Regions from separate parts of the Mus musculus genome. Here region 1 is linked to region 2. The links are chromatin contacts, called in public Hi-C maps. All regions are on one chromosome and are shown on one strand. Each heading gives the region's core, a stretch centred on a gene start, on an enhancer-like site or on the middle of the called end of the contact. The rest is flanking DNA. Distances are from core to core; before and after follow the strand shown.

Region 1 (6,626 bases), core at 3,785-6,284, 87 kb after region 2:
GTATGTTTCTAGGGTTGGCTTTTGAGGTTTCAAAACTCAAGCAAGGCCTAGTGTGTGTCTCTCTTCCTGTTTCCTGTCTCTCTCTTCCTGTTTTCCATCTCTCTCTTCCTGTTTCCTGTGGGTCCAGAAGTAAAATTTTCAACTGCATCTGCAGCACCATGTCTACCTGCATGCCTCCATGCTCCCCATCGTGACAACAATGGACTAAACTTCTGAAACTGTTAGCCAGCCTTCATTAAATGCTTTCTTTTGTAAGAGCTGCCATGGTCATGGTGTCTCTTTACAGTAATAGAACACTGACTAAGACGCTCGTGGTACCCAGGATTCGGCATATCACAGTCCCTTCACCTATCTTGGAATTGCTATAATCACCTATGCATGAACATTCACCCTGTTCAATGGGAAGCCCATTCTCCCTGAGCCAGAACTCTGAAACAACAGAGAGGCTGAGAAGTCCCATTTTCCTTAGGTCATACCCCTCAGCGGTAGTCTGTCAGCCTCCAGCAACAAAGCTCAAAGGCTCTGACTTAAGCTAACCTTGGTAATAATGATCACCTCCACCAGGGCTCACAGCTTCAAAAGCCATAGCTGTTCTCTTCAGAAAGCTTTGAGATTCCAGTTTCTCCACAGGCTTCATAGCAATGGCCTAATTGCCTTTCAGGAAAAATAAAATGCCCACATTTCTGAGCCTCCACCCCAAGGCCCCTAGGCCTTTGCTGTTCACTCCAGCAATGTTTGGGATTGCTAGTTACCAGATCTGATATATCTTCTCCAAGCTGTTTGCTTCCAGAGAAACAGCCCAAGGGACGACAGCCAGGGTAATGGGGAAATGAAACCATCCTAAAGCTTTCAAGTTTCCGAAAGATGAGCACATTTTCTTCTATGTTGTTCCCCTCACCTGCTCCTTGTCCTCACTGCCAACACTCCCTCTGGCCCAGATTTGTTGGCAGTCCAGGCAGGAGCCGACTGCCTACCAGGCATCCTCATTAAAATGCACTGTTCTTGCTAATTACGAGCCAAGATTCTCCCACGGTGGGCCTGGTCTGGGCACTGCCATTATCTTCATAAATAGGCTCTTTACTTTGCAAACGCTGCTGTCACAGTCAGGCATTCTCAACCTGGCAAGGGCTCTGTGCATTCTTGAGTGGTGGAGGGAATGTGTCAGCAAGAGAAGGCAGAGGTATTCATGCCAAAGCAAGGCTCTGTCCTGAGTTCACCCCACTCAGTCTGGGCAGCAGGCAGCCAACACAATGGTTGAATCCGAGACTCCAGCCATGGCGGGCAGCAGCATATGGACCAGATCTTCTGGAAAAATTTATTTCCCATCATTTTCATCTTTACAGCAAAGGCAACCTAGTCAATGTAAAAAAAAAAAAATGTTTTTGAGAGCTCTGTTTTTTTTTTTAAAAAGAATGTTCCCACCCTACCCTCCCCCCCAAATTCACAAACTGGATGGCGGTGTAGGGGTGTGTTTGTGTGTGTGTGTGTGTGTGTGTGTGTGTGTGTGTGTGTGTAGGGGGGACAGATGAGTGCTTGGTCTCCCAAATATGCCATATGCAAGCTTGTCTATGAGAATTTGTTTATGTATTTAACTTCCTTTGCCTACAAAGCTCTGTGTACAGTTTTCTGTTTAGTGCTCAGCCGCCTTTTCCAGTGCTAGCTCTGTCTGAATACAGTCTGCTCTGATCCCTTCACATATGCCACCCCTTTTCTGCACCATCAGGGTGGTTCTATGTCATTTCTTAAGTAGTGCCTACTGTATAATTCTGGCTTTGTCCCCATAGCACACCTGTCACATGTAGCACACCTATGGTCTCTAATCCTTAACAATGGACCTTCAATCTCATTTTGTAATGAGAACACTGAAGCTCAGGGATGCCCCTCCCCCATCCTTCTTCTTAGCCAGGAGCAAAGTGAGGCTTGAAACCTTTAGCTGGTTGTTCATGGTAAGCCTTCGACCCTTCGACCCTATACTAGGTTACAGAGTGCTGGGGGGAGATTCTGCTCTTAGGTGCTCAGTAGAAATGAGTCAAAGAACCAGCCCCACACCATAGCCTAATTAGCTCCCTAAGACATGCTGTCAAGAAGAGCTGTATGAGAAGATAGCTCAAAGTGTCAGGGCAGAGAACATGCCTTTTTGCAAATTCACAGCTCATGAAATTTACTATTAAAAGGGCCACAGGGCCGGGAAGGTTACCGGCCTTCCCTCTAACATTGGTGCAATAATGAAGCACTCCTCAGACTCTGAGGTGCAGAGGCACTGTGGCAGGATCCTGTTAAAGTGCAGGGGGGGTGTAATGCAGGGCTGGGGCTACTCTGAGCAGCCAGACAAGAAGAGACTGCTGACAGACCATGTAAGAGCACGTGGGATCCATAGAAGCAGGAGGCTGTGAGGGTGTGAAGCCAGGTAGGGCTGGGAGTGAGAGAAAAGAGGGAAAATGTCACTGTGTGTCTATCACTCGTTGACCTATGTCTCCCCTTATCTCAGACCCTTTGCCTGGAAACCCCTTCCAATTTCTTTGCCTCGGCCCCACCCCCAAACTTTCATTTGTCCTTGAAAACAACTTAGAGGTCATTTCTAGTAAGCTTTGCCACTCATTGAGACTCAGCTGAGTTTCTTCTCTCACCTCTGGATAATGGTTGGCTCACATCTTAGGTTCTGTCTGCCTCCACCCCCACCCCCAACCAGGACTGTGCATCCCTTGAGGTCAGAGACTACAAATTAATGAAGTGGTACGAAATGGGTGTTTTTGAATACGCGGAGCTTACCACAGGGACTGAAAGGGATCATGTAGAGGAAGCCAAGCTTTCCTCTCCCCACCCCTAGGGCTCAGAATTAACTTGAATAAAATGGATGCCCAGGAGAAAGGCATACAAATGTTATTAGCACAAGTCAGGCGTGACACAGAGTCTTCATAAAGAAAAGAAGACTCCCAAAGACCTGGGGTGGAAATCTTACAGACGGATGGGACAAGGAGGGGAAAAACCAACAACATAGCAACAGACAAGAAGAGGCATCAGTAGCAGCACTAGAGACAGGGCAGGAAGAGGGGACAGGGAAGAAGGGATGGACTGATACCCAGACTGGGAAAATGCCATTTCAGATATATCCATGAAGCACAGCATCAGAAAACAGCATGCATTGAGGTATGGAATAGATAGACATCTAGTCTCTCTCATACATCTGACCTTATGACAGGTCAAGTAAAACGGCTCGGTCAAATGTCTAGAGCATCAGGCCCTAATGGGTCAGCCCCGGCCCAAAGCAGGAGAGAGGGAGAGAGGGAGAGAGGGAGAGAGGGAGAGAGGGAGAGAGGGAGAGAGGGAGAGAGGGAGAGAGGGAGAGAGGGAGAGAGGGAGAGAGGGAGAATCACCATTATTCATCTGATTGGCTAGATCTAGTTCACAGTCCCACCCAGAGTCAAGAGGTGGAGAAACAGGTCTATGCCTTGGTGAGAGAAGGACCACAAGCCAAAGGAGAGAAGACAGTTACAAAGTGTGGCTACAGGGATCAGGGACTGTGAAATCAACTTCATCAACTTACATTGCAAGGGACTGTGGCAGGCACTAGGTTCCTCTCAGGATAGATCTGACTGGAGGGCTGTCATTCTCAGGAGGTGCCTGGGCTGCAAAGTGTGACCACTCCTCATTCTTGGCTCACCAGCCACCTCAGGCAGATGTCTCCCCAGACAGGCTTCCCAGCTGTTTGCTCCAGCTGTGCAACTGATGTGTGTCCTTGCAATTCAGACCATACCTAAAAATAGGGTGAGTGAGTTATGACCAGAGAGAGAAATCTGTTAATAAAAGATAACTAAACGAATAAAAAATAAGTTTGAGTTTAGCTTTGTTCAGACTACCAAGTTTTCCCTCAGTCTGTCTAAACCCTTGAGTTGTTCATGAATGTAATATTTTCTTTTTGTCTTCCTTCTTTTAACTTTTATTTTCTGAAATAGGGCCTTGTGCAGCCCAAGGTAATAACTCCTGCTCCCCCAGTCTATCACAGATGTGAGCCACTGCCCCCAGTTTGTATTTTCCATCTAATGGTTTGAATAGGTTATTCATTAAATTCAGCTTAAAAGACTATCTGTAAATCTTTCCTCTTCCCCAGTGAGTTAGTCCATCTCAGAGGCAAATGTTATTTTAAATCAGTCTTCCAAAAATGAAGAGAAGATTTGATATAAACAAATACATATGCTTTGTCATTGACAGTATATTTTGATTTTACTTTTTCAATTACCATTATTTCAATAAAACATTTTCCAAACTAAAGCATAAAAACTGTTCTCATTCTAGTTTAGGGCATCATGATTTTCCATTGTGTGAGTGCATGAAAGTGCCTGTGGTCACTCCCTGCTGGCAGCCATGGAGTGTATGTCCCTTCTCTTGGTGATATATATATATATATATATATATATATAAAATTAGATCCAACGAGATCTGCAGGAAGACACTTTCAGAATCCAAGTTTGGAATTGATGAATGGTTTGATGGCAGTGACTGCTCTATTTGTCTTCTGATTGGAGTCTTTGTCTTAGTTGTACTTGTGAAGCACACACACACACACACACACACACACACACACAAAAGATAGCCAATAAGACAGCTCAGAAAATAAAGGGACTTGCATCCAAGAATGATAGTCCTAGTTAAATTCCCAGGTCCCATGTGGTGGAAGAAGAGAATGGGCTCTGGAGTTTTGTTCTCAGACTTCTACAAGAGCACTGTGGTATGAATGCACACATACACAAACACACACACACAAAGTAAAAATGCAATTAAAAAAGAGAGAGAGAGAGAGAGACACCACAGAAAATTTCATGAGATACTTGGCATGTGCCTGGTATTTGGGAACTATATGTTTTAACCTGTAGAGGAAGCCATATGAGAGAGCAGGGTCCTGGGAGGAAACAGATGGCCAAGATTCAAAATAGAAGCCAGTCTGGGAATGCAGCCCAGGGCTGGAGTGTGTGTTTAGCATGCACAAGGCCTTCTCCACAAACCCCCAGCACCCACCCTGAGTTTACAAGGCTGGTGAGCACCATTTGGGCAAGCCAGCTCATTGTAGCGTCTCCTCATGCATGGCTGCGGTTCCACACTAGGTGCCTCTGCTCTGCTCTCTGCACTCTTCAGATCCAGAGGCTGAATTCAAGGCGCACAGAACTAGTCACTTGGAAAAATAGTGTCTTGGCCATGATCATTGGATTCATATGGATCTCAGGCCAACTCAGACAAGCCAAAATGACAGTCACCACTGAGAATTCAGGGAGGATGTTAACTTATCCACAGTCACATTGTACACTGATTGTTTCTGAATGGTAGCATATGTACCTGCTGCCTCAGAATTACTAAGAAACAGGTTAGGCCTCGCATATCAGACCCACAGAGCCAGTTTGTCTGGAGTCTATAATAAGCTCCCTTCAGGCCCCGTCATGTCTGGGAACTCTACCAAGACAACAGCATAAGTAAACATGACTGCGTTCAGAAACTAGGAAGCTCAGCCCTTCCAGAGTTTATATAAGGGACACACCAAATGTTCTGTGCTCTGGTGGCCTGATGCTAAGTCATGGGAGGACTGAGCTTTCTCTCTGACTTGAAAGGGCTCAGCTGCTGACAGGGGTCCCTGCATGGATGGGACTCTGAAGTGGTAATAATACAGAGAAGCATGTAGTAGGGCAATACTAGTCAGGAGACTGATCTACATCTCCTTCTGCCTACTCCACAAGTCCTTCCGGGTGTGCAGTAAATGATGCAGGTGGAATGTTTGGTTATGACATTGGGATAGGTTGAAGTGACAAGGAAGTTAGTCTGGGGGATGAGGGGCAGGGGGACTAGATCCCAGTGGGCACAGATGACTCCTAGGAGGTGCCTCTACAGTAGCACCAGCTGCTTTCTCTGGAAGGTGGATGGGTTTAGACTAGTGGATAAGCAGTAAGGAGCTGGGGGGAATATTGTTTAGATTTAAAGTCTAGAGTCAATGTGGAGAGCTCTGATTTCTCATTGGGGAACAAGGTATTCTCATTCAAGGTCCTGGTGATTGAGCTAGACCTGGGTTCTAACTGTAAAGGATCTGTTGGCCCTGGAGTTGGGTCATCAAGGACTGCCACTCTTAGGCTTAATCCAACCTTTGACAGTTTTCATATCCTCTGTAATTGCACTGCAGATTCAAGCTCTGAACTCCAACCAGGATTCCAGAGCTGTGGGCTATGACATTTTGCCATTCCAGGGTGTAGCTCAGCAAATCCACCCTTTTTTAGATACCATAGGCAGCTTCTCAAGGCCTTAACCACATCCTGCACAGAGTTGGCGTTCAATGAACGCCAATGTGTGGTGAGCCCAAGGCAGTAAGGCAGCGATTATCCTGAAAGGAAGTAGTGCCTAGAGATAGATGGCCTCTCCTACTGCATAGCGACGGTGATGGTCTTGTGTTTTCCAGAACTTGTACTGGTGCTCTGAGTCTGCTCTAGGGTGTCTATACTGAGTGGCATACAGTAACCCTCTGTGATCTAAAAGTATGCCATTCTCATGAATGACATCAATCAATCAATCACAGGTAGAGGTAGAAGGTGGAGTATCTTTCCTCCTTGTCATCAGGGTCATAATTGACACTCCAATAACCAAAGATGCAT
Region 2 (6,378 bases), core at 2,794-5,293:
CCGTTTCCTATGTCCCCACATCCACCCTCAGCCTGGATAAGGACTGGATTCATCTGCATTCCTGCTAAGGTTAGACTGTAAAAGCCAACCATGTCTCCATGGAGAGTGACTGCCTGCATGGCTGTGGGTGCCTCTAAGGCTAGGAGGGCTTCCAGATGGCCAGACCTAAACATCGGATCAGGGAGCAGCATACAGGACCAATTAGCCAGCAACAGAATATATGTTTTGTGTACAGGCAAAGGCACAGATGATCCTCTTTCCCAATCCACAGCGCCTCCATATTGTTGCTTCTTGCTGTCCAGGCCTTCCATAGCTACTGCTGGCAGCCACATGAGACACTGCCAGCCCCACTAAACATCCTTACATAGCCTGGGCCCAGCACTGTACTCTTAACACCAAGGCACCCAGCCCTGTGTGGCTTTTCTCAGGAAGTGGTTTAAGTGTCTGGTGGGGGCAGTATCTGCCTTGCAGGGGACAAAGGTAAAAGAAGCCCCACCAGTACAGTAAATGTCATCACGTCCTTCCGGAGATATCTGGGGAGTGTGACGGCTTTGTCTGGGGAAGTAGGTGCGCACCATGCACCTGAGCTATAAACACACTGTCCCCACCTCTCTGTGCAATGCCAAAGTCTCTTTATGGTGACCATTCAGGTATCCCTGCTCCCCTCTTAGCCCATCATGTCAGATGCTCTACACCTTCTGCAGACCAGATGCTCCAAAAGCTCAGGTCTTCTGTCTGCTCTAAGGAAGTTCACGGGCACACAAAGCATCCTTCCTGTCTTCAGCTTTGTGGTCTACAAGCTGTGGTCTAATTAGAAACGGGGAGGAAGGTCACCTTGCCTACATTTGGACCCTAAACTGGAGAGGGTATACTGGTACTAAAGCAGGGGAGAGTCCAGGGTGTGGGGAAGGAGGCTTCAGGGCCAGGACTTTAGCCCAAGCTGTGAGCTGGGGTGGAGACCTAGCAGTGACAATCATCATTACGAAAGCACACTCTGGTAACAATCAGAGAACCATCCAGAAGCAGCAGCCAGGCCCTTAGCATCCCGGATACAGCATCTCACCTCTTACAATCCCATAATAAGGTGGCCACTCCCCACCTCTAGGGCCCTCAAGACCAGCCTGACTCATCATAAGGTAGGGGCGGGAGGTGAAGTGAAGACCAGAGTCAGTTCCTCCAATTTCTCCTTGCTTTCCCCTTGGGAAGTGTACAGCTAACTGCCCATTACCCTGAGGTCACCAGGCAGGACTGTTGATTTATCCAGCAGGTACCAGTAACACCGGTGCCGGTAAGGAGTCACTGCCTGGAAACATCTTAAGCACTTCCTCCTAAAGCAGGGCTGGCCAGGCCCCCAGGAAGTGGGGAGGAGGAAGCGGGGAGGACTGGGAGGGGGAGAATGACAGGACATCTTCACAAATCCAGCAACTAAAAGGACCCTCCCAGACCCAGCTCCCTCCTGAGAAGGTCTGTTCTGATTGGTCAGACAACCAACCACATGACTTGTTAAATCTTTTTAATGCAGCCTTTGCTAAAAGACCCAAGGCAACCTGAGAAACCAACATGGAGGCCTTGGAAGGACTCTGTGGCCTTGGCCCAGCGGGTCCTTCTGGACAGGCAGAAGCTAGCCGCTCCCTTCACCTCAGGAAGCTTTTACTGCGGAGGTTGTTTTCTACCCTGGGACATTTCCTAGAAGCCATGAAATCTCTACCTCTAGAAACCTGGGGTCTAATATAACTCCCAGAGCAAAGAGTTACCAAGTAGCAGGAAAGCCTAGTAGGCTGTCAGGTTCCCTTCACACTCTGCCAGCTCCATCTGCCTGTGGCCCAGAGTAAGGTCAATGCTTTCTCCCAGTGCATGCCTGGGGCTACTGACCAAAATAGGAAGGTAACTGAGCGTGCTAAATGGGGAAGGTATGAGGTGTGGACACAGCCATACCTGTTTCTTAGAGTTTCTTTTCTGTATCTATATAAGTTTCCAAGGAGGGAAAAGAAAAAACACAAACACACAGAGAGAGAGAGAGAGAGAGAGAGAGAGAGAGAGAGACAGACACATGTTGATAAAGCCAACAAAAGAAACAGTTCAGCATCCACTCTTGGAGGCCCCATATTCGCCCTGTGTACCTAGGAAACGCTCCAGCCACCAGTGAGTCAGGCAATTTATTGGTTGGCAGACTTTCTGTGGTTGAACCTGCCCTTGTTTGTCCAGAAATCCTGCCTGACCAAGTACTCACTCGGATTATGCAAAGATCCACCTTGAGAAATGTATTCTGTCACCAACTCCCAAGAGCAGACTGAAAACCAGTAGCTGGTGACCCATCTGTGCTGCAAAGACAGTAAAGGGCTCCGTGGCCCAGTCCCCTTCAGTGCAGCCATCTTCCCAGAATGCACAGCTCCGAAAACAGAGCCTCCTTACCCTCTTGTTGTCAGCAGGGCTGTGGTAGAACTGGGAGATCACAGCTTCGCTGTTGTTGCCCACGCCAAAGTTCAGCTTCTCTGAAATCTTACTGAATGATTTTCCATAGTCGTAAGACACATACACCTGGAACACACCGAAGGAGAGAAAAAACACGAGTCAGAGAAGTGCTAAACAGAGCAGCCTCTAACTGATGTCCACATGCTTGCTCACTTCTACTCCTGATCCTGAAAGAGCATGGTCCCCTGGGGAGGCCCTGATATCACGAACTTCTGATGAGCATCACATGACCTACAAAGGAGAAGCATGTGACTTCTGTAACTGTCCTCAAAGATAGGATGGGCCGGGCAATAGAAAGCATGAGAACACTACAGCCACGCCTGCTCCTGGACCACGCAGTTCTCTCACTACAGAGGTCCCAGGATCAGTTGGCAAACACTGTCAATAGGACATCCTCCTCCTGCCAGGTGACGTGTTCCAGTCCAGATGTAGACAGAATGCACTCTGTCTCAGAAATTTGCTTTTGCATCTGTTGACATGTCCCCAACAGGTAATCAGGACAATTGAATTCTTCCTCCTTCAGCCAGGAAGTTGGCATTCCTGAAGACAGAAACCCATCAACGGCCTCCATGAGTGGAGAGGGAGGAGGTGCTGAGTGATAAAACATGCACAGAGGTTACAATGCCAGCGGGCTGGAGGGGGAGGCACAGAGATACAGCGTTGTCTAGAATGCATACCCCCTAGCACAAGCGTATACACATATGCACCATCCGTATCAGCACCCATCAGTGTTTTGTAACTTTGTAGCATGGGAGACCATAGCAGCAGAAGCAGCAAGATCCTGGACACTGCCAATGACTTGCTTTTCCACTGCCTCCTGGCTTCTAATAATACAGTAACCACAGAGACACAGCATCAGAACAACTGTCATTTACACACTGTGCACAGAGACAATGCTGATCCCATCACAGGGATGAGCTTGGGTCAGCGGCACAGCAACCCTACCTGGAGAGCGCAATTGCAAAGTCATGGCCCAGAGAACACCATAAGGTTTGTGAGATCGGGGACTTGCCCAGGTAACAGCAGAGGAAGTCAACAGGGCGGGGGCTGAAGAGATGGCACAGTGGCCAAGAGCACTTGCTGCTCTTCCAAAGGAATGGCGTTCCGTTCCCAGCACCCACATCAGAAAGCTCACAACCAAGCACTTGCAACTCTGACTCCAGGGATCTAACGTCCTCTTCTGGCCTCCTCTAGTACCTGCACGTACATAGGCATATACATAAATAAATAATAAAAATAAATCTAAAAGAAAAACATAAAAAAAGAACCAGGAGAGAGAGAGCCTCACCCAGGCTGCTGTGGGGTATCTGTAACCTAGACTTTACTGTCTGTGAGCTATGAAATACTAATATAATCAAGGGATGAAAAACAAACCTGACAGATGAATATCACAGTGTTATTTTTTTTTTCAATTACTTATGGGAAAGGTAATTGAGGGAGGCATGAAAGGAAAACAGCAGGCAATTTCCAAGGAGAGACTGGCTGGACTCAAGCCAGAAACTATAGTGTCATCCCCACCCATTTGATTCAACTACAAATGAGCCTTGAGAGTTTAACAGGAGCCAAGTCCAGTGCTGGGTGCCAGACACAGGGAGACACAAAAGACAGGGTCATCAGACAAGGATGGGCCTGTAAACACGTGAATGCTTGCTTGTTAATGAAGCCATGAACATATATTTAAGGACCCGAGGCTGGACGCAGGAAACAAGGGGTCATTACCGTTTAATAAATACGTGGCAAGGTGAAAGGAGGCAGGGTGTCTCTGCCTCTACGTGGGTGTTCGCAGGACGGTGCTGGCACAGGGCCAGCTAGCAGGTAGATGATAGTTCACAGATAACCTGAGTTATCATCAAGAGACCAGGTGGGACCTTCTTGCATTCTGCTTGCCAAAAATGAGCATGAAAGGTTGGGAAGCTATACCACGCAAACTTATGGCTTCTTAAATAGGAAACTGAGCAAGACCCCTTCAGACTCCAATATCCTGTGAGGTGATAATTCACTGTGAGAGGCGCAAATGGGGTCCTGTGTTTACATCAAAGCAGGGGTTTTTTTCAGTGTGTAATATTCCCTCCCACACATTTGGCCTCTGCCTCCGTGTAGCTTCGGGGTAGCTGGTGTACACAGCTTAGTCAACAAAGACTTAGGTAATGAACAAATATGCCTATAAACCAAAGAATGAGTAAATGAATGTGCAGAATCAATGAACAAGGAGAGTGAACCGGATTAATTGGTGAGTCATGGAGAAGATGGCTCTCGGTATCTGCCGTGGATTGGTTCCAGAGTCCCCATGGATACTAAAATCTGGTGACACACAAGTCTCTGACACAAAATAGCATAGAACCTACGCAGATTCTCCCACATACTTGAAACCATCGCTAAACAGCTTACCATAATTCAGATAATATATATCTTATAATACATGAATGGATACTTATTGTTTGTACTGCATTGTTTTAACAGTGACAAGGGAGGGGGAGGACTCTCTCTGTATTCAGAACGGATATAACCTTCTGCCCTCACATTTTTCTGCTCACAAGTGGCAGAATCACGGAGGTAGAGCTCACAGACACACAGACGATTCACGGACACACAGACGATCTGCTGTTACTGTTTCATTTTGAGATAATAAAATCTAAGCACCACAGCTGCAAAGGACTAGCCCAGGGTCACGCTGGCAGTAACTGGCATGGCTTTGCCAGTCTCTAGAGGTTCCGAGCCTGCTTGCTAGTCTTTTCTCTCTGCAAGTTACCCTCATGGTGATGGTCCCCTTCTCCATACTAATGTCAGGAAGTCTAGCTAGAAGGGAGAAGAGACCTAGGCAGGCAGAACACATAGACTTCCTGAGATTATCAACAACGGGGCTGCCATGGGGCATATGGAGGAAAAACATCTGCCTCAAGACACCTGCAAACAAACTGGACTGTCTCCAGAGTCTTACACTTAATAGAGGTTAAGAGGAAGTTGACAAGAACCAACCCTAGCCCTGAAGCCAATCCCGGGCCACTCATCAACCTGCCTTGCCTTGTCCGGGTGGAACAATTCAAACAAGCTATTTTTAGCCTATCCTTGTAACTTCTTACCTTCTCTTGGGCAGACACAGAGCCTTCTCAGGGCTCTTCTTAGGGAAAAATGGGCCTGGTTGACCTAGAGGTTACAGCTCACCGTCCGGACAAGCCAAAGCGGGAATTCAAAGCAAGAACCTGGAGGCAGGAGCTGACGCAGAGGCCATGGAGGATGCTGCTTCCTAGCTTGCTCCCCGTGGCTCCCTCAGCATGCCTTTCATACAATCCAGATTCCCTAGCCCAGGGTGGCTCTACTCACAGTGTTCTGGGCTCTTCCACATCAATTATTCAACAAGAAAATGCCCCACAGAGGAACCTACAGGCCGATCCAATGGTATTTTCTTCTCAATTGAGGTTCCCTCTTGCCAAATGACTCTAGCTTGTGTCAAGTTTAGGAAAAAAAAAAAAAAAAAAAAAAGCTAACCAGCAAGGGCACCAACCCTTGGGAGTAGGGGAGCTGTTTGTTTTTGCAGTACTGAAAAGCAACCCCACAACCTTGGACACCCCAAGCAATTGTTTTACGTACACTGAGCTGTAGCACTAGGCTGTACACACAGAGAACTGAATACAGTGGGATCAACGATCATGAACTAGAACCCCTAAAGCTGTCAGTCAAAATAAACTTTTCTCCTTATAAACAGATTGTCTCAAGTATTTTGTCATAGTAACAACAACAAAAACTGTAAGACGAGGATAATGTAAATTGCTTGGCTCAAAGTCAGATCATAAATGGCAGAGCCAGGACTCCAGCCCAAGCATTCTGATTTCAGATGCTCTATGTTCCATTAGCAAGGATGGGAGTTCTGCCACCCAGTTGGTCCAGGAAGAAACCAATCATCATATC

Evidence for each region. A called contact is a pair of places that touch in the nucleus more often than the background predicts.
Region 1: a contact with region 2 is called in a Hi-C map of epidermal suprabasal cells, with 2.3 times the contacts expected there. The contact joins two enhancer-like sites. A contact is called at or near these places in 1 of 39 promoter capture datasets (neutrophils), 4 of 484 Hi-C or Micro-C datasets (bone marrow-derived macrophages, embryonic stem cells and epidermal suprabasal cells) and 10 of 115 datasets of contacts at active chromatin or transcription factors (CD8 T cells, embryonic stem cells, epiblast stem cells and 3 more).

The regions. Positions count from the first base shown.
Region 1 is chr9:42,182,582-42,189,207 of GRCm38.p6, forward strand. It overlaps 4930546K05Rik (RIKEN cDNA 4930546K05 gene), which reads right to left. Exons shown (of 7, transcript NR_040754.1): 6 at 3,545-3,754; 7 at 1-1,353. Among named protein-coding and RNA genes, the nearest start is that of Gm36390, 6.0 kb to the right of the region's middle. Within about 2 kb of position 5,035, at least 75 of the 459 cell types and tissues checked have an H3K27ac peak or open chromatin away from gene starts, as enhancers often do. A contact at or near this core is called in epidermal suprabasal cells, where this site is marked.
Region 2 is chr9:42,096,733-42,103,110 of GRCm38.p6, forward strand. It overlaps Sorl1 (sortilin-related receptor, LDLR class A repeats-containing), which reads right to left. Exons shown (of 48, transcript NM_011436.4): 3 at 2,413-2,538. Among named protein-coding and RNA genes, the nearest start is that of Sorl1, 24 kb to the right of the region's middle. Within about 2 kb of position 4,044, at least 36 of the 459 cell types and tissues checked have an H3K27ac peak or open chromatin away from gene starts, as enhancers often do. A contact at or near this core is called in epidermal suprabasal cells, where this site is marked.